Regions from separate parts of the Mus musculus genome. Here all the other regions are linked to region 1. Evidence: chromatin contacts called from public HiChIP or PLAC-seq data. All regions are on one chromosome and are shown on one strand. The core of a region is the stretch at or near the end of the contact, and the rest is flanking DNA. Distances in the headings are between cores, read along the strand shown. Region 1 holds the start of Mars1 (methionine-tRNA synthetase 1). Region 2 overlaps Lrp1 (low density lipoprotein receptor-related protein 1). Region 3 holds the start of Mettl1 (methyltransferase like 1). Region 4 holds the start of Nemp1 (nuclear envelope integral membrane protein 1).

Region 1 (3,322 bases), core at 143-2,642:
GTGATTCACCCTGATTTGGGCACCTCCCCACACCAAGAACCAATACTGACCGGCAGATTGCACTAGCAGAGAAGAGGTAGTTGCCACTATCCAGCTGCAAGACAGGGACCTTAGGCCGGGTAAGGAATGGTACCACACACTCTGAGACAGAGGAAAATGGGTGAAAATCAGGGGTAAGAAAATAAATGAGGAGGCTGGAGAGATGGCTCGGCTGTTAAAGAGCACTGACTGCCCTTCCGAAGGTCCTGAGTTCAATTTCCAGCAACCACATGGTGGCTCACAACCACCCGTAATGAGATCTGACACCCTCCTCCAGTAAATCTGAAGATAGCTGCAGTGTACTTAGATATAAGGCGGGGCGCAGCCTGAGCAAGCGGGGTTGACCAGAGCAAGCGGGGTTGACAGGAGCCAGCAGAAGTCCTGAATTCAAATTCCCAGCAACCACATGATGGCTCACAACCATCAGTACAGCTACGGTGTACTCATATATACATTAAATAAATAAGTAAATCTTAAAAGAAATGATTTGACGTCACATTGTGTGCTGGAGGCCTGGGTTTTCAATCTACAGTTTCGAAGGTAAGAACACTAACCGGGGAGGGGTGGTGGTGGAATATGCTAGAGGGGCCAGCTAGTGTTCAGTTGAGACTGCCAACTGCAAACAAGAGGTAGAGTCTACAGAGAGGTATAGAATAGTGCTGCAGTCAAGCTGTCAGGGAGGATCTGACCAGACAACTCTTAGAAAGTCACCCAAAAAAGTTGTCTGGGAATACGCAATAAACTTCAAGGACTGAGTGTGCACATGTCTGTACTGAGGTCCTGGAAGGAGAAAGGGGCTTCCCCAAAACGACACGGGAGGTTGGAGGTGATCGCGAGAGTGACCGGGCTGAGAGGGAGTTGCCATGATAGGTGGGTCCTGGAAAACTAACCAGAGGGGAGACTTAAAACGAGGTTTGAAGAGTACAGTGAGGGTAACTAAGGGAACTAACTTCAGAAGGGTTACGGAAACAAAGGTTGGCGTGACTAAAGTTAACGTTGAGTCGATTGGGGAACGGGCACTGGAGCCTGGCAAACAACTGTGAGATGAACACCCCTCACCCGCCGCCCACCGGCAGCCACTCCAGTACCTTCGGGGCCTACGGTGCTGATGAGCAGCTCCGCCCGACCCCGGGCCCTCGCGGCCGCAGCCAGCACGGGCAGGCTCCCCGGGGAACCCTCGCTCACGAACAGTCTCATCGTGCCTCGGAGCCCACGCTGATGCAATCGGAACCGGCCTCCCGCTCCTGGGTTAAGCTGCAAGGCACGTCGGGAAATGGAGTTCTGTGTCGGCCGGACGCTCGCGGTAGGCTCCAGGAAAGCCGACTACTCATCCCATCACGCACCATTACGAAACAGGAAATGGTTACCAACGAGACCCGGAAGTTGACGGTGCGGGCTAGCGTGGCACTCTGGGTCGGCCGGCTCCGAGAGGGTCCTTTGAACTGTTGAAGTCGGCCGCTGTAAAGCGATCCGATGGAGACGACGCGATGGGTGGCATTTTCTGATTCCTTACTGGTCGTTGAAGTGGTATCGCACGCGCCGATTCAAGTTGTTAAGGATCGGAGTTTTTAATTGGTTTGTGTGCGGGTAGTCCGAGAGCGTGGCGATGCATTTAGCTACAAGATTAAAAATCAGTTGGGGAACTGTGAGCAAACTTTAGTGTCAACGTGGAAATTAATGTGGCTGTCCATCAGCCACAAAGGATGTGGCTCGCGAACCTTTATTACTTAGGAATTGGGAATGTAGTTTAGTTAGTAAGCGTTTGCTTAGCATGTGCAAACCGCTGGGTTCACCCCCGGTACACAACACTGTGTGGTGGTGTGTCCACTCCTGTAATCCCAGCGTTGAAGAGGTGGTGATAAAATTATCATAAATTCGACGTTATCCTCTATTGCAAGCCAGCCTAAGCTACTAGGGATCTGTCAGTAAATCAGTGAGGAAGCCTGGAAAGATGGCTCAGCGGAGAACACAGGCCAGGCTGTCCTTTTCCTGGACTCTCCTTTGACCCATTTGCATGGTTGACAGTTGTCTGTAACTTGAGTCCTAGGGGAATCATGCGCCCTCTTCTGGTCTTCATGATTACTGCATGCATGTGGTGCAGAGACCTCCCTGCACTCGAAACCCCTTACAAATAAAAGAAAAAGGAGTTGGGTGTGGTGGGACACTCCCTTAATTCCAGGACTCAGAAGGCGAAGGCAGTTGGATCTCTTTGAGTTCAAAGCTATCCTGGTCTTTATAAACCTAGTCTCAAAAAAAAAAAGTGTGTGGTTTTTGTTTTGTTTTATTTTGTTCTTAATTAAAAATAAGGGGTTTAGAGATAACTCTGGTTCGGGAGCACTTGATGCTCATCCAAGCACACACATGACAGGCAGATCACAACCTTCTGTAACACTAGTGCCTCTTCTGGCCTCCATAGACCTGCCCAAAAATAGTACACTCAACTTGCAGGCAAGACCTTGATACACATTAAAAAAAAACAAAAATAAACCAAGCAAGCCCTGACATAAAAGTGAAAATGCACTAGTCTTCCATTTACATATAGCTAGACAATCACAGCAAAGGGAGATGAGAGTTATGCTACAAAAGGTCAAATTGAGGGGGAAGTGAGAGATTTCGCAACAAAGCCAAATAAACACATGCAAAGGGATATCTTATCTTTAAAAAAAAAAAGTATGAGGCTCTTCTCATACAGTGCCAGCCTCGTCCTGTAGACAGGATGGTGAAGGTCGGTGTGAATGGATTTGGCCGTAATGGGTGCCTGGTTACCAGGGCTGCCTTCTGCTCTGCAGTTGGCAAAGTGGAGATTGCCATCAACAACCCATTTATGGACCTCAACTACATGGTCTACATATTCCAGTATGACTCTACTCATAGCAAGTTCAATGGCATGGTCAAGGCTGAGAAAGGGAAGCTTGTCATCAACGGGAAGCCCATCACTATCTTCTGGGAAGAGATCCCACTAACATCAAATGTGGTGATGCCGGTGCTGAGTATGTTGTGGGGTCTACTGGTGTCTTCACCACCATGGAGAAGGCTGGGGCCCACTTGAAGGGTGGGGCCAAAGGGTCATCATCTCTGCCCCTCTGCTGATGCCCCATGTTTGTGATGGGTGTGACCCACCAGAAATATGACAACTCACGCAAGATTGTCAGCAATGCATCCTGCACCACCAACTGCTTAGCCACCCTGGCCAAGATCATCCATGACAACTTTGGCATCATGGAAGGGCTCATGACCTCGGTCCATGCTATCGCTGCCACTCAGAGACTGTGGATGGCCCCTC
Region 2 (3,200 bases), core at 326-2,825, 270 kb after region 1:
GTGTGAGGGGTAAGGTCAGACCCAGGCCACGGGACAGGCGCTAAAACCCCTGTACTTCTCTTCTGATTTACTGTTTTCTCCGTGAGCAGATTATTCGGTTCAATACGGTAAGGGGGACTACACCCTGCCCTGGCAATGTCTGTATCTCCCTGTGGTCTGAGAGTAAAATAGTTCTACAGGTCACAGAGATGTGCTTGGTCCACTGCTGACTCTGAACGGCCCCTAGGTGTCATCTCAGGAGCCCCCAAGATCCTGTCCTGGACTTGGTCTTTCACAAAGCCATTGACTCCACCTGGTAAGTAAACACAGATCCCCAGATCTCTGCATGCTCCACTCTTCCCATCCCCAGCTGCAGTGGTACCTCTCCATCACTGTCTGCCTTAGCATCTAAGCAGACCTTTGGTGTAGTCACCTGAGCTTTGCATTCGCTTTTCTCACCCAGTTTCTAAAACCTCTGCAGGGTCCCATGGGTCACCAACGCTCTCTCCTCTACTCCGTGGACCACAGGGCCTTGAAGGTGGTATGTGTGCTCCTTGTTCCGCACAGCCGCTTCTTAGCTGTTTTTCCCTTCCTTTCTAGAAACCAGTGCTGACCTGCTCAGGCTGCTTCATCAAGACTAAGGATGCTCTGCTCCTGGTCCACTGCCACCTTCTCTACAACCAGTCCTGGCTCTGTTTGTTTGTTAATTTTTTTTTTTTTTTTTTGTATTTTGAGACAGGGTTTCTCTGTATAGCCCTGGCTGTCCTGGAACTCACTTTGTAGACCAGGCTGGCCTTGAACTCAGAAATTCACCTGCCTCTGCCTCCCAAGTGCTGGAATTAAAGGCGTGTGCCGCCACACCCAGCTGTTTATTTTTATGTATATGAATATACATAGCTGTCTTCAGACACACCAGAAGAGGGCATCAGATCCCATTAAGGATGGTTATGAGCCACCATGTGGTTGCTGGGAATTGAACTCAGGATCACTGGGAGAGCAGTCAGTGCTCTTATCTACCGAGCCATCTCTCCAGCCCCTTGCCTCTATTCTTAATGATGTCAGTGTTCACAAAGACAGTTCCAGTGCCCTGGCCTTTCACACCCTCTGCTTCTCCCAGCCCTCTGTCTTGTTCTCAACAGGACATTGATCTCTACTGAGCCTTTTTTTTTTTTTTCTTTTTTCTCCCTTTTGTATTTCTGTTTTGAGAGCAGATTTCATTATATAGCCCTGACTGGCTTGGAACTCTCTGTGTAGACCAGGTTGGCCTGGAACTCACAAAGATCCACGCACCTCTTCCTATTGAATGCTGAGATTAAAGGTGTAGGCCACCACATCCAGCTACTGATACAGTTCACTCCCAGAACTGTGATAAAAAAGTTTATTCCAGCTATGAGAAAGTGTAAGTATGTGATCAATACAAAAGGGTTAATAAATAAATGGGGTCAGACTTTCATATCGGGATGCCTGTGTTAACTTGGACCTCAGTTTCAACCCTTGTAAATAAAAAAATGCTGTCCCCACAGAGACGTGTTAGAGGACAAGTAAGCTACTACATGGGAAATTCTTAAAACCACACATAATGTATGCTTAGTGAATGTTGGCTGTGGTTATAAAAAAAAAAACCCAAAAACCAACACACATCAGCAGAGAAATGGCTGAGTCAACAATGGAACATTTACTAAACGGTACAGTTTGGCCACTAAAATCGCTGCTTAGCAACGGAAGCAGGGGCCAGAAGAACATGCATGCAGCAATGCCCTTTTATGTAGACATAAATGCACACAGACATATTGGGGAGGAGTCCCCCCTAAAATGGCATCAGGGCCTGGTAGGATGTTTTTCTGCACAGCACATTTATTCATTGTTACAATGAATTGTTACATTGTTACAATGAGTACCTACTTTTTTTTTTTTTTTTTTTTTTTTTTGATTTTTCAAGACAGGGTTTTTCTGTGTAGCCCTGGCTGTCCTGGAACTCACTCTGTAGACCAGGCTGCCCTCGAACTCAGAAATCCGCCTGCCTCTGCCTCCCGAGTGCTGGGATTAAAGGCGTGTGCCACCACGCCCGGCGAGTACCTACTTTTATTTTAACCTTAATTGTGTGTATGGTGCTGGGAATTTGACCTAAGGCCTTACCTGAAGGCCAGCATCCCTAGAACCCTTCTTATGTTTAGGAGATCAAGGCTATTTAAATCATGATCTTAGGGCCTGGAGAGATGGAGAGGCAGTTAGGCACACTGGCTGCATTTCCAGAGGACCCAGATTCCATCCCCAGAACCCACATGGTGGCTCACCACCCTCTGTAACTTTAGTTCCATGGAATCTGGCACCCCCTTTTGCCCACCCACTATGGGCACTGCATACACATGGAACACAGACATACCCGCAGGCAAAATACCCACCAAAAAGTAAAAACTAATCAATAAAATCATGAATGTAAGGAACTGAAGGTGTAGCACGTTGGTGGAGTGATTATCTAGTGTATATGAGGCACTGGGTTGATCCTCAGTACAATAAATAAATAGTAAGGATAAAACAGAGAATACTGTGGCGGGTAAGAGCCGAAAGAGGCAGGAGATTCATGTACACACTGGATGAGGGCTGTGTATAAAACAGAACTACCCACCTAGGGAAGAAAGTACCTCGTGTGACTTACCACATCATATTCATGTTCACTGGTTGGATCAGGGTTTTTATTTCTCCTTATTTCCTTTTTAAATTTTTGGTTTTGAGCTAGAATATCCATGCTGGACTGGAACTTATAATCCCCCTGCTTCAGCCTCCACAGTGCAGGGACTCTAGGCATGTATACCTTACCCGGCTAATTTACAGAATTTTTCCAGTTTTACTTTTGATTTTTTTTTTTTTTTTTTTTTTGACAGGGTCTTATTCTGCAGCTCGGGTTGACCTGGAATTCTCCAGGCAGACCATTCTGGCCTTACGTTCACTGACATCCACCTGCCTCTGCCTCCTGAGTGCTGCTGTTAAGGAGTAGTTCCAGCCTATAGTGTTCTGAAATACTGTTATTTTACTGTAATGATAGCCAAAGCTAAAATGAGTTAAGAATAGTTCCTTTCTTACTCGCTGTCTCGTTCCTCATTCACTTGCCCCATCTTCGTGCCCTCAGAACTACCCCACCCCCAATCCTCCTTTAGCCCCAGAGCCTTCTCTGAACCCTATCCCTTGCTTCCTGTCAGCATCTCAGGGCCCCCTCTTTGCTT
Region 3 (3,396 bases), core at 780-3,279, 270 kb before region 1:
CTGGGATTACAGGCATGAACCACTCCACTTGGCTCCTTTGCTTTTCATGTAACTTGCTCACTCCCATCCAGCCGCCTTCCTCCAACTCATCTGCCTGTGCTTCCCCTTGATGGACTGCTCAGCCCTCAAGGTAGCTAGTGAGAGCACAGCCATGCTACCCAGACCTCACCATCATGTATGTTCCGTAGCATCTTCCCACATTGTCCCTCGATAGACTACAAGTTCCTTGGCACACAGAGAATACATATTGACTGACTGAAGGAATAAATATAAGAATTAATGTCTGCCTCTGCAAAGACTGCCCTTGATGTGACCCACTTCTGTTCCTACAAATAAGGACATCTGGTTTACACGACTTAGATCACTAGGCAAGAAGCTTTTGTAGGTTTTTGCTCAAAGTGAAGCACAATTTCCCTGACCTTTTCCTTTCCCAGGTCTCAGCTGCTTAATTACCAATTACCACCCATATATATATTCACACTCGGGTCCTTCAAAATTCATAACCTTGCTTCTTCTAGTATTAAAAACCCTAGGCTCTATTGCAGTACGGTAGCACACACCTATAATCCCAGCACTAGGAAAAAGTAAGACAGGAGGACCAGGCAGGAATTCAAGGCTAATCTCTACGTAATGAGTTTTAGGCCAGCCTGGACAACAAGAGAGCCTGTCTCAACCAGACTACAAAACCACACCCACACCCCCTACCCACACACACACACACACCCAAAAAAAAGAAAGGAAAGAAAAAGATATTTAAAAGATCCTAACATAACAAAGCTACAAATCTTTGATGAGGTTCACTGTCCTAGGTCTCTCCTTCAGAAAATCCATGCAAGCATTTTAGCGAAAGAGCATCTCCAGTTTTTTTTTTTTTTCACGGAAAGCCTATCTTATTTGTTTCAGGTACCCTGAAGCCAACTAGCTTGAGTGTTCTGAACACTCGTCAGCGCTGTCTGCCTTGCAGGAGAATAGAGGTTTGTTAAAAGGAAAGAACTGAGCTGAGTTCTACCCACCCCCAGGAATCCACGTCCTCACTTCTCCACACTCCAGCTCCCCTCCTCCCGCCGCAATGCCAGCTCACGCACCCTGCAGCGCCGCCAAGATTCCCACGATGCCCGTCCCCGCGCCCAGTTCGATCACCTTCTTGCCTCGAAAATCCACATTTTGACTCTCGAAATAGTCACACAGGCTCAGAGCCTATGAGGAAGGGAAAAAGAAAGTGGGAAACTGTCAGAACGGTGTCTCCATATGGGAGAGCCGGGGTCCGGGGACTGGACCTCTCAGGGACCCTCACTTAGGGCAGCCCATTCCTCACCGCATCCCACACGCGTGCCGCCACCCCAAGGCGCGACCCAAAGTTCTGCGTGATGCTCAGCTCGTGCCCACAGAAGCAGAACCGGCTGCTCTCTGAGTAAGAGTCTGTGAAGAGCCGGATCTCCCGTGGGAACACGGATTCGGGCTCAGTTTCCGGATCGGTGCGAGAGCTGGCCATCCGGCAGATAGAGTCCCCGAGCACCCCGGCCAGCGCTCGGATCCCCTCTATCGGTGCGGGGTTGAGGCTGGGGACTGCCAGCCATATGGGCTGCTCCCAGGCACCGGGCCCCGCCTCCCCAGTTCGCTCTCCTTCCTCCAGCTGGACTTCCTAGAGATGGATGGGGATGACCCCCGAGCCCGGGTACCTGGCGCACACAGAACAGGACCCACACAACACCATACGGGCCAGACTTGGTTTGAGACCACCCGGAGAGAGAAGAAATGATGCTTGAGTTTACTGTCAGAGGCGGGTCCCTCACATCCCGCTCACCTGTGGGGCGCACAGGTACCTGTGGGCATTTGAGAACCCAGACTAGGCCAGAACGACCCAAGGGAGGATGCGGGGTGCCCGGAGCTGGCCTCCCCAAAGCACGGTTAGCAATAGCAGGGCGCAGGTTTCCCCTCCCACTCCCTTCAGGGTCCTTTCCCTACGGTGCTACAGAATTTGCTCTTCGCTCTTTAAAAGGCGGGGCCCGCTGGCGGTCCGCGGGCTGCGTCATCACCTCGCGCCGCGAGCTCGGCTCTCCACGTGGACTGCGTGGCATGATGGCGGGAGCCGAAGCCCCCCAGCCGCAGAAGCGCTACTACCGGCAGCGCGCCCACTCCAACCCCATGGCAGACCACACACTGCGCTAGTGAGCGGGCCCGGCGGGGTCCGGGAGGGAGGGAAGGCGGTCGCGCAGGGGCCACCGCTAGGACTTGCGATGGAGCGGGGAGGGTTGTCCGGGTGACACGTCAGCTGAGGATGGCTTAGGGAGATTGGGCAGAAGGCGGAGTTGGCCGGCTGGGAGGGGTCGCGGTGTTGGAGACTTAAAGTCTGGGTGGACTTGCCAGCCAGATCTAGGAAGAGGGGGGAAAAACTATTGCCAAAATGAAGCGAAGCAAGTTGTCATTTCCACCTTCCGGTTTTTCTTTTTAATTTGGTTTGGATTTTGGAGACAGGGTTTCTCTGTGTAGCCCTAGTTGTCCTGGCACTCACTTTGTAGATCAGGCTGGCCTCGAACTCACAGAGATACAGCTTCCTCTGCCTCCTGAGGGTGTGCACCACTACACCCGGCTCCGATTTGGGTTTTTTAATTTATAAAAAGATAAACATATATACACACTCCTGGCCACTCCTTGTTCCATCCTCGCCACACAAAATACATAAACAAAGAGGGCTGGAGAGATGCCTCAGTGGTTAAGAGCGCTTGACTGCTCTTCCAGAGGCCCCAGCAATCACATGGTGGCTGGAAACCACTTCTAATGGGATCTGATTGCCTCTCCTGGTGTGCATGAAGACTGAACACTCATACACATAAAATGCAAAATACACGGGTAAATAAAAATTTTAAAATATACATAAACAAAGTAGTGCTCCAGTGCCTTAGGCAGTCAGTCTCTGGGAAAACCTTACACACATCAGTACCCAGAAGAACTTGGCAGATCTGCAGCCATAGCCTCATGATGGGACTGATTCACACCCTAGAAGCCAGGGGACTTCCCATTACACCTTCTACATACCACATGGTCCCTGCATGCAGAGTTTTTTTCTAAGCCTACCACCCCCCCCCCAACTCTTACACAAAATGTCTGCACTGGTATGTACAACAGTCTCATGTGTCTCATGTCTTCTTTCTAATAGCCCTGTGAAGCCAGAGGAAATGGACTGGTCTGAGCTTTACCCAGAGTTCTTTGCTCCGCTTATTCAAAATAAGAGCCATGATGATCCAAAGGATGAGAAAGAAAAGCACTCTGGGGCCCAAGTGGAGTTTGCAGACATAGGCTGTGGCTATGGTGGCTTGTTAGGTAATAAGCTGGCCCTTTTCTTGGGACAGGGAGAGGCCTGGGTTCTGCCATCTCAGCAGGTTAGAGGCAGGATTA
Region 4 (3,490 bases), core at 951-3,450, 370 kb after region 1:
GACCAGAAGAGGGTGACAGGATCCCTGGAGTTACAGCAGGCAGAATGTAGTACCCTTGGAGACCAGAAGAGGGTGACAGGATCCCTGGAGTTACAGCAGGCAGTGAGAATGTAGTACCCTGTGGATGCCAGAAGAGGGTGTTAGAATCTCTGCAGTTACAGCAGGCAGTGAGCCACCAGAAGTGGGTGCTGGGAAGAAACTCCGTCCTGTGCTAGATGGAGCAGTGCCACACTGTTCACTGTGGGGTCAGCTCTGCAGCTTCTATTACAGTTTTTGTCTATATTTACTGAGCTCAAACCCAAGTTTTCTGGTGCACAAGGCTCCTTCCCACTACATGGCTTGACATTTGCAGGTCAGGCAGAGAATATGTACAGTACTCACAGAAACCGAAGCAGGACCGAAAGATGGGCAGGGCGGACTGGCAGGGAAGAGGTGACTCACGCTTGCAATCTCAGTTTTGTTTTTCGGGCTTTTTTTTTTCTTCCTGTTCCAAGATCCATATTATATGACATGTGGTTCATCGTGTTTACGTATGCTCCCTTGTCTGGGATAGTTTGTTAGTCTTCCCTTGTTTCACATTAATGTAAGTTTTTGTTTTGAGGTTGGTTTTAGATGTGTAGTGCAAGCTAATCTTATTTGTGATCCTCTGACCTGAGTGTTTTGAATGCTGGAGTTAACAGATATGGACCAACACGCCTCCTGTTAACCTTGACATTAAAAGTTTTTTTTTTTTTTTTTTTTTTTTTTTATCAATCGATCCATTAATTGTGTGGGGGGTATTGTGTGCCACAGAGTCAGTATGGAGGTCCTGTGGGAGCAGAAGTTGGTTTTCTCCTGTCATATGAGTTCTAGGTTTACACAACCGAGCCATCGCAATAAGCCATCTATATGTGTGTATAAATGTGCATATACATGTATACATGTGTCTACACACAAGTGTGTGTATATATATGTGTGTGTGTATGTATGTGTATATATATATGTATATGTATATATATGTGTGTGTGTGTGTGTATATATATGTATGTATATACACACACATACAGGTTCTCACGGTTCAAACTCTATAATCCTGGCTACTCTTCAATTCTCAGCAAGCCTTCATTCTCAACTTCCCAAGTGATGGGATTACAAGCACGCCTTTAATCCCAGCACTTGGGAGGCAGAGGCAGGCAGATTTATGGGTTCAAGGCCATGGTCTACAGAGTGAGTTCCAGGACAGTCAGGGATACACAGAGAAACCCTGTCTCAAAAAACCAAAAAAAAAAAAAAAAAAAAAAAAAAAAGGTGCTTCAATTTTCAATTTCTGTAAGTGCTACACACACAGTGCCTGGACTGCAAGTACTGGGAGGCACCTAAGCCACAGAAAGAACTTAGATTTGAGCTCAGAACCTACTTTGTGTTTTTTCTCTCTCTCTTAGCCTTGGCTTTTTTTTTTTTTTTTCCCAAATGGAGAGGATAAGCTGTCTTAATTATCACTTGTTTCGTTTCAAAACCAGAAATGCTCGGGACTTGTAGTTTATTCCTGTGGCGTTGGTGATTGAAACGAGGGCCTTGTGCACAGTTTAGCTACATCTTCAGTCAAAAAAGGAAACCGAAGCCAAATTAATACTTTTTTTTGGTGTTTTGTTTTCTGTTTGTTTTTTTCTTGCAGTGCTGGGGATCGAAGTCAGAGTTTCTATCTCAGCTCTATCTCTACATTTTCAAACGTTGTTTATGCCTGCAAAACCTTGACAACGCACAATAATCCTGTACTTATTGCTGAAATATTTCAGAACTTTGGAGACAGGCTGGCAATCATTTTACCTTAAAAAACGGTCACGGGAGAACCTTACTCGTGAAGAGTTGCCACTGGCTAGCATGTCATAAAAGGGCCGAGGAAGAAAGGAAAGAAAAACTAGAAGAGACGTTTCGATGGAAACACGCAGTCCAGGAGGCCTCCTCTCATTCTGATTTCCTATTGGGTAAGCTTTCCATCAATCTCATTTGTAAATAAACCGCGGACGGAAGCAGATTGCGGGGAAAGGGCGGGCTCTTCCTGTCGTCACTGCCAGGATTGGCGTTGCTAGGAGGTGTGGCTCCTAGGGGCGCGGGAGGGCGGAGCGCGCGAGGCCCCGCCTGCTCCACGGGTGGGGGTGGGGGCGGGTCTCGCAGCCGATTGGCTGCCGGCGCTGCCCGTTCGGAGACAGTTGCTGAGGAGGGGCACGCGAGGAGGAGGCGGTGTGAGGCATCCATGGCGGGAGGAATCAAAGTGTCGGTGTGGTCGGCGGTTGGTCCAGGGCCCCGGTGCTGGGGGGCCGGGGGCGGCGGCGGCGCCACATGGCTGCTCTTGGTCGTCGCCGGCTGCGTGGTCTGCGGCTCAGGTACCACCCGGGCAGCGGCTGCCCAGGGGTCGGGCGCGAGGGCGTTAAATGTGGAAAAGTGGTTTCTTATCCCGAGGGTGCGGCCCGTTACTCGGAGCAGCTCGGGACGCTGAGTGAGACGCTCCAGGGACGGTCCGCACTGACGGGTCCCGGGCCGCCCTCCGGACAGCTCGGGTCGGGCGGAGGCCTGAGCCTTCCCCAGGAAGGGAGGCCTGGGCTGGTTGACACCCTTTAGGGGGGAAACCACGGAGGGGCTCCGAGGTGCTGCTAGGTCTCTTGAATTTCTGAGTTAAAACGGATTTCTGGGTTTCGCCCTGAAATAGGTCAGGAGAAAGCAAACGCCCCACTCATTCAGTTTACTAAAAACACCCCAGGGATGGATCTGTCTCGGTACAGTGGAATAGAGTTCACCTGAATGTTTTTCAAGACAGGGTCTCTCAGGGTAGCCCCTGGCTGTTCTGGAACTCACACCTTAGACCGGGCCGGCCTGGAGTTGAGAGACCCACCTGCCTCTGCCTCCTGTGTGCTGGGATTAAAGGTGTGTGCCACCACTGGCCTCCTGTTAAGATCCTCCTCCCAAATAGCTCCGGAGAACACACCTGGAGTCATTATACTCCAGTTGCCCAGGAAAGATAAGAGGCCATCCGCTTAAGCGGGACGTAGTTCCTAAGTTTATTCATTCTTTCAAGCACATTCATTTTGTACTTTCTGCTGGACAGTCAACTCCGGACTAGGTAAGAAACTTATTTTGTGATCCCGACCAGAAAAAAAAAAAATTAAAAGTTGATAAGAAATCGTGTTTTCCCTCCCTTGTTAAATAGTGGCCGGGAAAATAAGTGATGTTTGCCAACATCCACTGGAGGGAGTAGCAACTCCAGAGAATAAAGACAGCCAAGGCGTGTAAGCACACATCCACTCTCATACTGCCCCCTTCCGTTCCTGCCTGCCTGTCACTTGCTCTCACTTGTGGCTTTAAGATCAACACCCATAAATATATTGTTCAAGAGGGACTGGAGACTTCTTTTGGGAAGAGAGTATATGTCCAGGAAAGATTCTTTTCCGGATCAGGGCCTAAAAGCCTAGAACAGGATTTGGAAGGACTGTCACCTGAATAAACTGTCAAAATG

What was found. HiChIP or PLAC-seq counts read pairs in DNA pulled down with a chosen protein or histone mark.
Region 2: a FOXA1 HiChIP or PLAC-seq map of pancreatic cancer cells shows a contact between it and region 1. The contact joins the enhancer-like site here to the promoter of Mars1 in region 1. A contact is called at or near these places in 2 of 39 promoter capture datasets (hippocampal neurons and liver), 2 of 115 datasets of contacts at active chromatin or transcription factors (microglia and pancreatic cancer cells) and 2 of 9 other capture datasets (adipose tissue and pancreatic islet).
Region 3: a CTCF HiChIP or PLAC-seq map of CD8 T cells shows a contact between it and region 1, with 6 read pairs. The contact joins the promoter of Mettl1 here to the promoter of Mars1 in region 1. A contact is called at or near these places in 5 of 39 promoter capture datasets (the C10 cell line, cranial neural crest, embryonic stem cells and 1 more), 1 of 15 datasets of contacts at CTCF or cohesin (CD8 T cells), 1 of 484 Hi-C or Micro-C datasets (embryonic stem cells), 6 of 115 datasets of contacts at active chromatin or transcription factors (the SCID.adh cell line, effector CD8 T cells, embryonic stem cells and 1 more) and 6 of 9 other capture datasets (adipose tissue, embryonic stem cells, embryonic tail and 3 more).
Region 4: a contact with region 1 is called in a CTCF HiChIP or PLAC-seq map of embryonic stem cells, with 9 read pairs. The contact joins the promoter of Nemp1 here to the promoter of Mars1 in region 1. A contact is called at or near these places in 4 of 39 promoter capture datasets (cranial neural crest, hippocampal neurons, liver and 1 more), 2 of 15 datasets of contacts at CTCF or cohesin (the NIH/3T3 cell line and embryonic stem cells), 3 of 484 Hi-C or Micro-C datasets (B cells, embryonic stem cells and regulatory T cells), 4 of 115 datasets of contacts at active chromatin or transcription factors (effector CD8 T cells, embryonic stem cells and memory CD8 T cells) and 2 of 9 other capture datasets (adipose tissue and liver).

What each region holds. Positions count from the first base shown.
Region 1 is chr10:127,310,394-127,313,715 of GRCm38.p6, forward strand. Mars1 (methionine-tRNA synthetase 1) reads right to left here and starts at 1,393. Exons shown (of 21, transcript NM_001003913.2): 1 at 1,128-1,393; 2 at 51-141. The coding sequence starts at 1,236. It also overlaps the pseudogene Gm6283.
Region 2 is chr10:127,584,771-127,587,970 of GRCm38.p6, forward strand. The region is part of intron 15 of Lrp1 (low density lipoprotein receptor-related protein 1); the gene reads right to left. Among named protein-coding and RNA genes, the nearest start is that of Gm16217, 9.8 kb to the right of the region's middle. Within about 2 kb of position 1,576, at least 26 of the 459 cell types and tissues checked have an H3K27ac peak or open chromatin away from gene starts, as enhancers often do. A contact at or near this core is called in microglia and pancreatic cancer cells, where this site is marked.
Region 3 is chr10:127,039,903-127,043,298 of GRCm38.p6, forward strand. Mettl1 (methyltransferase like 1) reads left to right here and starts at 2,030. Exons shown (of 6, transcript NM_010792.1): 1 at 2,030-2,168; 2 at 3,158-3,321. The coding sequence starts at 2,077. Eef1akmt3 (EEF1A lysine methyltransferase 3) reads right to left here and starts at 1,492. Exons shown (of 3, transcript NM_001205036.1): 1 at 1,316-1,492; 2 at 1,086-1,197. The coding sequence starts at 1,492.
Region 4 is chr10:127,674,865-127,678,354 of GRCm38.p6, forward strand. It overlaps Nemp1 (nuclear envelope integral membrane protein 1), which reads left to right and starts at 2,201. Exons shown (of 9, transcript NM_001113211.1): 1 at 2,201-2,363. The coding sequence starts at 2,234. Gm16230 (a long non-coding RNA gene) reads right to left here and starts at 1,895. Exons shown (of 4, transcript XR_872178.1): 1 at 1,807-1,895; 2 at 1-118.